Regions from separate parts of the Mus musculus genome. Here region 1 is linked to region 2. Evidence: chromatin contacts called from public Hi-C data. All regions are on one chromosome and are shown on one strand. Each heading gives the region's core, a stretch centred on a gene start, on an enhancer-like site or on the middle of the called end of the contact. The rest is flanking DNA. Distances are from core to core; before and after follow the strand shown. Region 1 has its middle 48 kb from the start of Rmdn2. Region 2 has its middle 120 kb from the start of Qpct.

Region 1 (6,825 bases), core at 3,471-5,970, 390 kb after region 2:
CCCAGCTGGCTGGCAGGCCTGTGTCCTATCATAGCATTAACCTTTGTGACCCCAATGCATGCCATAGGACAATTAAGGCCAGCACAACTGGCCCTAAACTCTTAGTACATGCTTTTCTACACATAGCTCATCCAGAGAGCTATGGAATTCCAGCGAAACCAACCATTTCCACGACTGCCACCACCCCCACAAAGAATTCTGTTAGAAACAGGCAATAGGTTGAATTACTGAATGCTTGCAGCAGAGCCCAGGGAGGAGTTACAAGACAGCTCAGCACCTCCCTTGGAAGTGCAGAAATGTCATCTTCTACCTCCACCCATCCGTCCTGGCGTGTTTTCATACCTTCTCTGTTCTACCTCACTCCCACCCTCTCTCTGGACCTTCAGTCCCTGGAAGTGCCATTTCAAAGGCAGCCACTAGACTTGGAAACAAGAGAAGGCTTGGGAATGCTAAGGATACACAACAAAGACTTTTGTGATTTTTGTGCCCAGATCTCTAACTACTAAGCTCTTCTCTCTGACCTGGACACGGGTCTCCTTTGGTGTCTCAGAGTCTGAAGGCATAGAGTAGTTCTAAAAATCCTCCTGGGACTCTCCCCTTTCTCCTCAGGGAAGCTGGCCATAGATAATGGTACTATCAGCCTCTCTGAGATCTCCTTTGATCATGATGTGAACCATTATCTGTGAGTACCATGTGTCCCCTTCCTGAAACCTCCATTCTCGTTTGTCACTGTTGCCATCCCTTCTCTGGCAACAGAGCACCTGGCCCTGCTCTTCCTGTTAGCTCCGTACTGTGAAAGCATATCATCCAGATCCTACAAAGGTCAGGAGAGGGTGAGAATAGCCAGAAGAGGAGCCAAACATATCTATTTCCATCAAGGATAAATAGCTAACATCTGGGATGCTTAATCTTTGCAATTGCTGGTACTTTCAGCAGTGTCTGACACTCATTCAGCAAATATTTATCCGGAGCTACCTCTGTGTAGCTGCTGTTCTGGAGTCCAGGAAATTAGGGAGAAAACAAACAAACAAACAAACAAACAAAGGCCCTGACCTCATGTTGCTTCTACCCGAGGGAGGAGCTAGGCAGTGGACAAGAAGACAGGAAGATTACAATCAGTTAACGACATACAAATGACATCTTTCTCCCTTCTTCTCTCTTCTTGCCCTGAATTGGTACAACCATGCTTTCTTCTTGATTCTGCACTGCTGAACCTTCGGCCCTTTTCCTTGAGTTGTGCACATCCAAGATTAAGGCCTTCTGCTTATCCTGTCAGGGTGTTTCTTCACTTTCACCCAAGGACCCAATCCAGCTGAGTGTGTTCACCCCCACGAGGGTCTCCTGAGGCTGTGCACTTTGGAAATTGCACTTGTCACTGTTTCGATTGGGGTGAGTCTCTTAGTGCAATGAGAGAAAGGCAGGTTGGTCAGTGGAGAATATAAGACCAAGGGTTTAGCTTTGGGTTTAATAAGAATAAACTCTGATATGAAAAGAAGAGGCAGAGACTCAGTAGCCTCATATAAGAACTGGGGGTGGGGTTGGAGGGTGGCCAGAAAATGAAGAGATTCTGATAAAGATCCATCAAGAGGCTACAAAGTAAACCCACAAGCTGTTGAGTACCAGGAGCCACAGAAAGAAAGCATGGTTTCACAATGACCCCCCCCCCCCCGGAACTTCAAGAATGTTCTTATATGGTGTAAACAAAGGGACAGAGCTTCGCATGTCTCTGCCCACCTCTGACATTGTCCGATTGAGGAGAGAAAGAGAGCCCTGGCTTCGTACAGGGCTACACAGGGCAGAGAGCAAGGTGGCCACACACTCTGCCTGCCTTCTTTTCTCTGAAAGGGCTCTTTGTAACTTCTCTGAGGAGGAAACACCTCCTCCGTGGAGAAACATTTGCTTCCTATTAAACGTACTGTTACTTGGAGCCCAGCTCCTTGCCAGCCTTCCCCATAGTGGGCAGTGAGGGAAAGAGGAGGAGGCCGCACCCCAGCTGCTGTCTTGGCAGGGGAGGCTTCAGAGTGCAAAGCCTCGTGGCCTACAGGCCCCCAGCCCAGTCTCTCTCTGCCAAAATCCTCCTCCCCCTTCCCCTCTCCCTCCCCCTCCCCCCTCCCCCACCCCCTTCAATCTTTCCTCCCTGTCCCTGTATGAAAAGCTTTCAAGATGGCAAAAGGGCTAGTCAGTAGTTTGGCTCAACCTTTTGATACCAGAAAGACTAAAATGGAGTATTCTTCATTTTGTAGCCTACAGGGAGAAAGCTAAGCTGCAGCTGTAAGAAAGAAAACAAAAATAAATCAAACTACAAAAACCAGGTTTATTCTGCAAGCCACCCAATCAACTCTAATCACAAATGTGTTAGGGTCCTAAAGAAACATCTCTTGGGATACAGGGCTATACTGTGGTGACCTTTGAGGAAGCCAGGTAGAGTTCTTTCTAAGCAAATACTGATAGAATCAATCTGTCTAAGCCAGTGGTTTTCAACCTGTGATTTGCAACCCCTTTGGGGATCAAACGACCCTTCCACATGGTTGCATATCCTGCATAGCATATATTTATGTTACAATTCATAACAGCAGCAAAAAATACAATTATGAAGTAGCAACAAAGATAATTTTACAGTTGGGGGTCACTATAGTATGAGGAACTGTATTAAAGGATCATTGCATTAAGAAGGTCGAGAACCACTGATCTAAGCAAAAAGCTGGCAAAGCAACATTCAATAACAAGGAAATCTAGGTCCCTTAACTCCTGACCAAGTAATGGAACATGTAACAGGTCCTACCTGGTGAGATCTGAGAAGCTAAGACTGGCCCTGGGATGCTGGGGTGTGTGGGGGGGGAAAGGGGGAGGTAAAGATTACAAGACTTAACTCTGAATAGGAAATAGTGGAGAACTACAGTCATTAGCTATGCCTTTCCTGAAAGCCCACAGAGAGCTTTAAGATGCTTTGTGGCGTCTGTTATGGTTTAATATGAACTATTCTCTAGAGAAGATTCCACCCCTGGCTAGTGGGTGCTGTTGTGGGACGTTATGGAAACGTTGGTTGTTGGACCTTGCTGGCAGCGGGCATTTACTAGAGGCAAGCCTGGAAGGTTATTTTAAGTGTTACAGCTCTGTGGGGAAAAGCTTTTCTGGTAGAGGTGACAAGGCTCTAAAGCAAAAGCTTCTATGGAGATGTTATAGCTCTAGTGGGGTGGAGGGGGTGGGGGGTGGGCGGGCTTTCTGATGAAGGTGTCATAGCTCTAAGAGGAAGGAGAAGGTAATAGTTCTAAAGGGAAGGTTTCTCTGATGGAAACATTACAGCTCAGAGAAGGAAGGTACCCTGGCATCTTGGAGCCAAGAAATATCCACCAAGTCACACCACACAACAAACCTCACAGACGAGATTTATTGGGAAAGACACGAGGTGGCTACCTCTGCTGGGCTGTGGGCAGATAGATGCAGCAGGGAATGGGGCAGGAGTCAGGTTTATATAGGGCTTGACGGGGAGGAGTTCCCCGGGGTAGAGATTTGCAGAGTGAGAACTAGTGAGGTTTCAAGTCCTGTACTCGGAGCAAGACCAGGGATTGGTGGGATTTCACAATGAGGGGAATTAGCGCGTTTTTGTGCTCTGAGATTGGTTGGTTTTCGTGCTCATGGATTAGAGGACTTTTATGCTGAGGGATTGGTGGAGTTCTGTTAAGAATTTTCAAGAGGAAATGGGTTAAGACCTTATACCCTACAATTATATCTGGTTCTGGTTCTGGTCTGCGATGCACTTTCCATCCAGCTGTACGGTGAGTGGGTCCACCATAATTCTCTGCCATGATGGACTGAAATCATGCGCTGAAATAAGTCTTTCCTTCCTTAAGTTGCTTCTGTCAGACATTTTGTCACAGTGACTAGAAAAGTAACCAATACAGGATCTGTTCCACCAATGACATATAATATTTTAAGCTACAATGTTACAATTAATTGATCCTTGCAATTGTCATGTAAATTGGTCAAGAGATAAGCAGTTCTGTCTACAGATGAGAGACCCCTGTCATGAAACACTGAGTGACTTACCCAAAGTTCAGGTCACGTATTTGTTTTGTTCTTATTTTACACACTGCATCCTTGTATGCCATCTGGAAGACTCCAGAGCCCATGGGTGAGTGCTTTCGTTTTATTTTCTGGTTTGTTCTTGACAACTAAATTCAGTTGTGATAATATCCATTTTTTTCCTAAAGTTATGGTACAGAAATAAATTGCTTGTGTTGGTAATGAAATTTTACTTTTACTCTTGATAATGAGAACTTGTACCCACTTCTCAACCTTCCCAATGTTGTGACCCTCTTCTATAGCTCCTCAGATTGTGGTGACACTCAACCAAAAAAAATTTTTTGTTGGTATTTCATAACTGTAATTTTGTTACTGTTATAAATCATAATGTACATTTTTTGGAGATAAAGGTTTGCCAAGGAGATTGCAACCCACAGATTGAGAGCCGCTGATCATACTATGGTTTCTCCTAGCATCTCAAATAAACTATGCATAACTCACATAAATGTCCAGCTCAATTATGTGCTTAATTTTAACCTCTCATTGGAATAAAAATATTTACTTTTATACCATTTGTGTGTGTGTGTGTGTGTGTGTTTTGTTCTGATGGTTTTTTTAATGGCTAAAAAAGAAGAGATTGGTATATACAGGGAAATGTTTGTATCTTTTGACAATCAGCAGTGCCATCTACTGTCAAGTACTAAAATTAGGAAGTAGCAACTTGTCATTGAATATCTGGGTTTAGGAAGGGAAAAGCAATTTCATGATCTGGGACTTATTAATAAATATAGATTCTTAGTCATGGTTTTATTTTGTATTATATCCTTAAGCAACCTGTATAGTCATATAGTCATATAGTCATTCGTAATTATGTAATGTTGCAGACCTCCACCTTTGGAAGCAGTATTAATTAAAATAAAAATAAACTCAGGGAACAGCTCAATAGCTACACATTTTCTCTTAGGCACAGCCTTCACATCTGTAAGACTTGAACAATTATACTTAGGAAGTGGTTTTGCTAACTAAACAATGGGTAAAATTTACTTCCAAAGCAAGCATAACAAAAACTTCTAGAGTAATATGGTGTCTGCTTGGGAGGATGGTAGATGCCAGACTATGCCAGGAGCCTTCTTCTCAGCCATCTGAGAGATGGATAGTCTCTAAGATGGCAGGTGCCAATGCCAGGATGATGTAGCTAAGCTAAGGCTGGGAGTAGGTCCAGTTATTCACCTGGTTCCACAGTTATTCTCATCTCATACGTTACATCACAAAACAGGACTCAGAATACCCACCTCATAAATCCCAGGGCATGCTCACCTCAGGTCCTCCAACGAAGACTTGCTTTTTACATGTTAGTATGAATTCTGACCTTTGTACTTGGATAAGTGAACCATATTGCAGATTTGGTCTAAGTTTGCTTACTTGTGTTATTAAAAGAATAAGTCCGGGAATCCTCTAAAATAGTTCATCAAGGCAGAGAAGAGAGGCAGGGGCCAGAGGCAGCTGGTGACATTGCATCTTCAGCCAGGAAACACAGACAGCTGGACATTGGTCCTCATGTCCTGTTCTCCGTCATATTCATTCAGAGCCAGGCCCATGGGAGGATGGTGCCCTCAGTTAGAGCCGGTCTTCCCACTTCAATTAACCTAGTCCAGAAGCTCCCTCGTAGGCACAGGCAGACTTTTAGTATCATGTGATTCTAAGTCCCATCAAATGGACAATGGAGATTTGTGATCACAGGGTAGACAGGTGTGAGACTTTCTTCATCATAAAGGGTCATGGCTGACACTTCTGTACCAACAGCAAACAGGCTTAAAGAAAGGAAGCACCAAATGTCTATTTAATAAAATATGGGGGGTGGAAGCTTTGATAATGAAACTCAAGGACTCAGGAAAAAATGTTTTTTCTTCCTCCTCCTCTTCCTCTTTCCCCACTTCCTCTTTCTCCTCCTACTCCTCCTGCTCCCCTCCCCCTCCTTTTCCTTCCCCCTCTTCTTCTCTGCTCCTCTTCCTTCTCCTCCTCCTTTTCTTCTTCTTCTTTGCTTCCTCCAGGTATTGGAGTCAGTTGTGTGTAAATCTGATTGGAGAACAGAATATAATCTGACACCAGTAGACTGATATCAAGTAGGCAGCCAGCAAAAAAGGTCTGTCCTGATCCTTCTTGGCCTAGCATGAAGCACCCTTTCCTCTTGGGTAATCAGAGTCTGCAAGGAAGAGGAGAAAGAAAATTACCTTTCCAGATGTTATGACTTGCTTTAGAGGACAACAACCCCAATTCCTGTGACTTGATTTAGGCGAGAGGATTTGGAGACAGTAGAGCAGGAGAGAGTCATAGAGACTGTCCCTCTAAGTCTAAGGCCTCCTAGTGTCCTTCAGTAGTTTATAATCCTCATCATGCCAAAACACCATAACGAGAGGCACTGCTTTCTCAGCCCTAACACTCCTACGTGCCAGGTAGAAAGTGTTCTAGGTATGAATGGTAAAACAAAGAAAAAGAGAGAAAAGCCCACCACTGTGGCTTTTGGAGTCAGTGAGGGTACCCAAGTGGTAGCAAGGAATCTACCAAATAAGCTAATAAGAACTGCCATAGAAAAACAGCAAAGCTTAGATACCAAGAAGGACAGGCTCAGAATAATCTCTGTGGACCAATGAGCAAGGAGCTGATGACATGAGGGGGGCATGTTCTGGCAAGAATTCTCTCAGAAAGAGGGAGAAAGCATCAGGGTGCCCCATCACAGAGGTACATTTGGCTCAACAAACACCAAGAGGCAGTCCTTTCATTGTGAGTTGTCATATCTGAGAG
Region 2 (7,064 bases), core at 2,534-5,033:
GCCTACATAAACATCCCTGGGTTGGAGATTTGGAGATGAGAGAAGTTTCTAGACCTGTCCCCTCAAAAAAAATATCAGGAGCTTGCTACATTGCCAGAAAGGATAGTGCTTAGAAAGCAAAGGCCTTTGTGTTGAAAAACAAAACCAAAAACTTATAGTGACTATTACGTTCACACTTGAAATATCTGGCACTTCCAGGAGTAGGGAGGTGATGTTAAAAGGTGGTGTTTTTGCTGAAGGAAAATCTTATTGGGGCCAGGAAGAAAACCCAATGAACACCACTAGGGAAAATACTACTGAAATCCCCAGAACCACAAATCTCACAGCCCCCCGAAATACATCACAAAACAGCCCCCTCCCGACTTAATGTACTTTCCAGAAAAGATCCAGTTAAGCTTTAAATAGAGTGACCAGGGTCAAGGGAAACCGAGAAGGTCAAATCTCCTCCTGTTTCTGGCTTCCCATTTGATTTTTATCTCTCCTGTCAAGCAGTAGGACCTGGCAGAATGTCACCGGGCATTACATACATCGAGCGAACTTTCAGGAAATCGTGGGGGGCAGAGGGGGCAGGGGGGACAGGGGGGCAGGGAGGGGGGCAGGAAGAAGCCAGGCTATGTCTCTCTGTTAATACTCTTACGCTGTGGACCACAACAGACGTGAGAATTTGTGAGTATGAGCACACTAGGAGGCTGAAGCAGGAATCCTGGCCCGGGGATTAGTTTCAGGGAGGTTTGTGTAAAAGTATTTACTTTTGGAAGATAATACTAGCTCAATTATTTCCTATGGAAACTGGAAAATAAACACCCACTGTAAAGTAAACACAGGCACACTCTTACTTCTTCATGTGCACTCCTTTCCTGACTAGGGAACTAGAAAGATGTGTGTGTGTGTGTGTGTGTGTGTGTGTGTGTGTGTGTGTGTGTGTGTGTGTGTGTGTGTTTGTGTCCCTTGTGGTTGTGTTTTTTGGATGGAGTTTGATCAGGGGAAAGGCAGTTTGCCCATTTTCTGCCATGGAAGGACTTATTCCTACCAGTGAGTAGGCCCCTCTGGAGCTCAGCCTGCTCCATCAACATGCCGATGCAAAAAGATTGATGTGTTTTCACTGGAATTATTTTTCCGAGTCTGTTTGGGCTAGTTCCTGGTCTAGAGCCACCTCTTACAGGGATATCACAACTCTCTACTGAGAGAGAAAGAAAGAAACCCATGTTTCAGATATATCTCCCGCCCAGGTCACTGTTTACCCATAATCTTTTAGTAAAATATTTTTTCCCAGTAGCCCCCAAAAGAGACTAGGTTCCAGAACAAGAGAAATGTATTTTACTCGTGAGCCTAACTTTACCAGTCCTGGGAAGGATCCAGGCTGTCTTGTGAAGATGAATGCAAATGTTACTTGTCTAGGATAACAGGGGGCGAATGCACAGGAACGATGTCTTCAGGGTAGAGGGGTATTGAGTTCTCCACAGAGCAGTGAGACCAGACTGGAGCAGATCTCCATTTATTATAAAGGATGGTGACAGTCCACTTCCTGTTTCTGTTGATTTTAGGGTCTGCATCAAATGTGGCATTGCATCGCTTAAGGTATTGTTCTGTTATCCTTCCTGCATGCCAAGACAGTCAATAGCTTTCGTAGATCAGGCATTTGAGAAGTACATATTTCTACCTTTTCATTGTTAATGTTTAGATCTTTGTTTGACCTCCCTCCCTCCCTCCCTGCCTGTCTGTCTGTCTGTCTGTCTGTCTCTCTCTCTCTCTCTCTCTTTTTCTTTCTTTCTCTCTCTCTCTCAATATGTAGCCCTGACTGTCTTGGAGCTGACTATGTAGAACAGGCTAGCATCAAACCCACAGAGATTTTCTTGCCTCTGCCTTCTGACTGTTGGGATGTGTTTCTTAAGGACAGTGGCTCACAGGGCGTTTTATTGGTGGTCGTGATAGCATTTATTGCACTCCCATCATTGTAGTTTATCATCAAATAATGTTACTACTTTATATATAAAATACAAGAAAATTAAAATTACTTCCATCTTCTCCATTTAACTTTTGTGGTACTGTAATGTTAATATCATAATGCATTGTTACCACTTTTGCCTTAAAACACATATTTTAAAAAATATTTTAAGATTATGCATATGTGTGTGTGTGTGTGTGTGTGTGTGTTTGTGTGTTTGTCTGTATCTGTGCATGTGAGTGTAGGTGCCTGTGGAGGTCAAAAGAGAAAGTTGGTTCTATTGGAGTTGTAGTAGAAGGCAGTTATGAGACACCTGCTGTGTGTTCTAGGAACTAAACTTTGAGAAAAAGCCACATGCACTCTTAAACGGCTGAGCCATCTCTGCAGCCACCACGCCTATGTTTTAAAGAAATCTCCTCTGTACAGGTTCACATCCTTACCATTCTTGGACTTCCTTATTACTTCTGTAGATCTGATGATCTATGAGATTGTAGATCTTTAGGGCTGAAAAACTTCCCTTTGTTGCAGTAAAGGTTGATCATTGTAGATTCTCTCAACTTTTGTTTGTCTAAAAATTTTTTATTTAGATTTTATTTTTTTTAGTTGTTTTATTTTTCTTGCCTATTTTATTTATTTACATTTCAAATGTTATTCCCCTTCCTAGTTAAACTCCCTATTCCCTCCCCCATGCTCCCTGCTTCTATTTTTAAAAAGTTTTGGTGCATATGGATGTTCATGTTTTCTTTCCTTTCCTGTAGCACTTTAGGATGTCACCTGTGTCTGCTGTTGTGTCAGTGTCACTGAGTCTCTGCTGTGATGCCACTGTGTCTCTGCTGTGATGTCACTGTGTCTCTGCTGTGATGTCACTGAGTCTCTGCTGTGATGCCACTGTGTCTCTGCTGTGATGTCACTGTGTCTCTGCTGTGATGTCACTGTGTCTCTGCTGTGATGTCACTGAGTCTCTGCTGTGATGCCACTGTGTCTCTGCTGTGATGTCACTGTGTCTCTGCTGTGATGTCACTGTGTCTCTGCTGTGATGTCACTGAGTCTCTGCTGTGATGCCACTGTGTCTCTGCTGTGATGTCACTGTGTCTCTGCTGTGATGTCACTGTGCCTCTGCTGTGATGTCACTGTGTCTCTGCTGTGATGTCACTGTGTCTCTGCTGTGATGTCACTGTGTCTCTGCTGTGATGTCACTGTGTCGCTGCTGGGATGTCACTGTGTCTCTGCTGTGATGTCACTCTTTACTTTGTCCTTCTGTATTGTACATGCCCCTCCCGAATCATTCCATTTCTAGATCTGAGCAATTTTCCTATGATGTGCCCTAATATTTTCTTTATACTTATACTTCATGTGAGTGTTGTTTTTAGATCTGTAAGTTTTTTCCATTTTCATTAAAATTTGAAAAGACTCAAGTTCTCTTACGTGTTGTTGCTATGTCTGTTTGATGTCTCCAATGTCTCCATTTCTACTGATTGTGTTTTCTTTAAGTCCTTGGATTTGTGTAATATGACTGTCAAAGTACTTGTGAACCATCATCTTCATAGTTTATGTGTATATTTCTGTTGACCGGCTTTCCCTTGGCTCTAGGTCCTCTTTTACTATCCGATTTCTTTAATTGATTACTTTCTTTTTGGATAAGATACACACAGCAAAGGAGTATCCCATTGTTAAGTCAATTTTTGGAATTTTCTTCTAGTTGAATTTTGTCAAACAGTGAAGTCATGTGTAGATTGACTTGTTTTCCTTGAGGCTTGGTTTTGATGCGGGCCACAGTAGCCTCATTGTGGCATAGCTTAGCCCTAATACTTCTGGGGTGCCTTCTGAATGCTCTGCTTGTTCAGTACAGTGTCTTTAGCATTGCTGGTTAGAATCTGCATGCCTCACAGAAATTATTCAGCCCACAGCATCTTGGTCATTTTTTTTCATGTACAGCTCTTTTCTGCCTGGTTCGCAGCTCCTTAACCACACAGATGCAGAAGTGGAAATTCTGCCAACGACTCCAGGGAACCCCTATGTGGATTTCTGGAGTTTGTTTCCAATATAAATTTCTCTTCTCTTTCTGGTGCTTTGCCTTGAATGTTGAAGTTGCCTCAGTTCCTCTAAATAGTACATTGTCTCTTCAATTCCCAGAGATCATGTGATCTGCTTGGATTTCACTTCCTTGTACCTTATTTAGTATCCAGGCACAAGGCAGGATGTTGTACATGTAACATAATTTATTTCCTTTCTTTCCTGAATTATGTCCTATGTAGTGTTGAAGCCCATGTTTGGAAATAATTCCTTTCCTTCCCTCCCCTCTTTGTCTCTTCCCTTTCTCTCTCTTCTCCCTCTTTATCATTCTACACGTTCTCCTGTACCCCAGGCTGACCTTGGATATTCTATGTAGCTGAGAATGAAGTAGAACTATTGATCCTCCTGCCTCCACCTTGTTATTGCTGGATCAAGCCTGGCAATACATTTTTTTTCTCATATACATTGCCTCATTGAAAAAAAGCAGTTTGTAGAAAAAATTTACATCTACTACCTAACACTATATCATATACTAGACCTTATAAAATTCTATTTTTAGGCAAAGTAAAACAATATTTTTCTGTTACTCTTCCTAGTCACATACAATCTGATGACTGATGAACTAGGAAAAAAAAAGCTATTTCAACTCAGTGTTGAGAAATTAAGAATTTTCAAGAAGAGAATTTGATTATTAGAGTTACTTTGATATGTCTTTTCCTTGGCTCAAGTGTTTTTCTTTTCTTTTTTAACAAATATTAAAATAACCTACCTGCACTTTTGAACCCACTCTCTTCTTGTCTACAGAAGGTAAACCCAAAACAGCTGGAGGAGAGACATATCTGGTCAGAAGGGATTACTCTGCTCTGAACTGCCAGCGACCGCTCTGTGCAGAGCCACTAGCGCGGCACATCAAGAAGAGTCTCTTATTGCCGTCTTCGCCAGGACTGTGGTTTATATGTTCCTATGGTTTGGAAGCTTGGACTTAGAATAAGCCATAGTACCTGGCTGACAAACCAGCCAATATAAATGTGCTAACCATATCCTGGCAGGTGGTCTGGTATGCTGGCTGGCTTCTGAGAAGTGATACACAGAGAGGCCTCACAGACAGATCACCACTATCTACACGCTCTGAAAGCGCTGGAAACTGGAACTGGAGCAAGTTCATTGCTTCCTATTTTTACTGGAAATAGACCAAAGAACGTGCTGAAGTCTCTCTACTCAGCCCAACTCCCATCATGCAATGCAAGACTGTTTGCTAAACTTTTAGAGTCTTTAGCTGGGTGGACTTGGGAAGATCTAAATCTATCTACCCATCTACTTATCATGTATCATATCTATATGTCTATATATTTCAATCTATCTCTCTCTCTCTCCATCTTAGTCTGTTTAAGGTATATTTCTTTTTTTCTTCTTATTTTTATAGAGTTTCAACACGTAACAGACTGGTCTGAAACTGACTACGTAGATCAGACTAGCATCAAACTCAGAAAGACTCACTGGCCAGTGTCTTCTGATTTCTGAGATGTATTTATATATATTTGTATATAAATATATGTATATAAGTGTAAGTTATTAATTATGTGATGGCTTAATATAGAGATGGAACTAGTGAAACATAATATTTTAGAATATTTTTATTTATTCTCTGACAATTTCATACATGTATATACAACCAATCATGATAAAATCAAACCCAAATACTTCCTCAAAACTTCCTGAACCAAACTTCATCTCTTTTTCTTTATAAATTTTTTTAAATGTATAATTCACCGAGTCTATTTAGTGCTTCTTGCATGTGCATGGGTATGAGACTATCCACCAGAGTGTGAGCCAGTTACAAGCAGTCCTACACCAGAGAAAAATAATTACTCCTACCATAGCTATCATTTCCCATAGCTTGCCACCTACGGGCGGGGCCTCATGACAACCTCATTGTGCTGGAATGTTGACTCAAATGATCTTGGGTTAATTGTATACATGTAACCATGGCTACTGGAAGTTCATGGGTGTAACACCATGTCATGTCCAGAAGACAGAGCTGCTCTTTGCCCTCTGGGTCTTATATTCTTTCTGACACCTGTGATGTACCCTGAGCCAACAGAGGGTGGATATGGATGTCAATGTAGAGCCACACATGGCCACTTATTCTCAGCACCTCGACCAGTTATGAGTCTTTTGGGTGCTTGTCAATACTGCAAACACAGGTTTCTTTGACTGAGGTGAAGTGTAGCACTAATGTATGGGTATACATAAACATTTAGAAGGTAGTAAAACAAAATGTCATTTTATCCAAAAAATAAAAAATATAATACAGTAGGAGGTTTCCCTTATAAGGCTTATAACTACCATCCAGACATGGGCTTTTGACCAGGAGTGAATTCCCTTCTGAGAGCCAGGCCTTCCTTTAATTCAATCAGAAAACAGTGGGATACCTCCTGATAGTTGATAGTTGTCATACCACTGCTGTACCGGTGGGTGTGTATTGCCTGGTAGATCAGTATTGTTGTGTATAGGGTCTACTATTAGATATCACTGATGGCTTTTCTACTCCAGAAGCTGGCAGATGGTCTTCCTTCAATGTGACAGTAGCTGGTACGGAAGATGTTTCCAGGCAACCTCTATCTTGACTTCTCTTTATCATTCAACCAAAGTGTGTTGTTTCTTCAGCAAGAGAGTCTTACCATCTAGCTATGGTGGGCCACTCAAAGCCATGGCAATAGCCTGTTGTTTGGGCGATCTCTCTGTGGCCTTCTAACTCATAGGGAAGTGGCTCATAGGGACGTATCAGATATCTGGGACTGACATTTTAATTTAATAATTCATGCCCTATGAAAGAAGCATTGCCCACCCATGCAGGGTACTTCTGTCCAAACTTCTTTTTTAAAAAATTACATTTTTTTGAATTAGCTTACAAAGAGGTGCATTTCCACAGATAGACCTTTTATATATCCTGAGTTTTGGCCTCAACATTGATTAAAATTTTAATCCTGCCTGGTGCCTTTTGTCATGCAAAAGTAATTTATTCTCCCACCTTCCCAATTAGACTCAGAAGTTAGCTGAAGTCGAGTTCTCTTAGAGGCAGGAGTTTGAGTGCAAATACGGTCTG

The links. Hi-C and Micro-C count contacts between places; a contact is called where the count stands out from the background.
Region 1: a contact with region 2 is called in a Hi-C map of bone marrow-derived macrophages, with 31 read pairs. The contact joins two enhancer-like sites. A contact is called at or near these places in 1 of 15 datasets of contacts at CTCF or cohesin (the NIH/3T3 cell line), 1 of 484 Hi-C or Micro-C datasets (bone marrow-derived macrophages), 4 of 115 datasets of contacts at active chromatin or transcription factors (embryonic basal ganglia, embryonic fibroblasts, embryonic stem cells and 1 more) and 1 of 9 other capture datasets (embryonic stem cells).

Annotation. Positions count from the first base shown.
Region 1 is chr17:79,563,906-79,570,730 of GRCm38.p6, forward strand. No RefSeq gene overlaps it. Among named protein-coding and RNA genes, the nearest start is that of Rmdn2, 48 kb to the right of the region's middle. Within about 2 kb of position 4,721, at least 3 of the 459 cell types and tissues checked have an H3K27ac peak or open chromatin away from gene starts, as enhancers often do. A contact at or near this core is called in bone marrow-derived macrophages, where this site is marked.
Region 2 is chr17:79,171,513-79,178,576 of GRCm38.p6, forward strand. No RefSeq gene overlaps it. Among named protein-coding and RNA genes, the nearest start is that of Qpct, 120 kb to the left of the region's middle. Within about 2 kb of position 3,784, at least 19 of the 459 cell types and tissues checked have an H3K27ac peak or open chromatin away from gene starts, as enhancers often do. A contact at or near this core is called in bone marrow-derived macrophages, where this site is marked.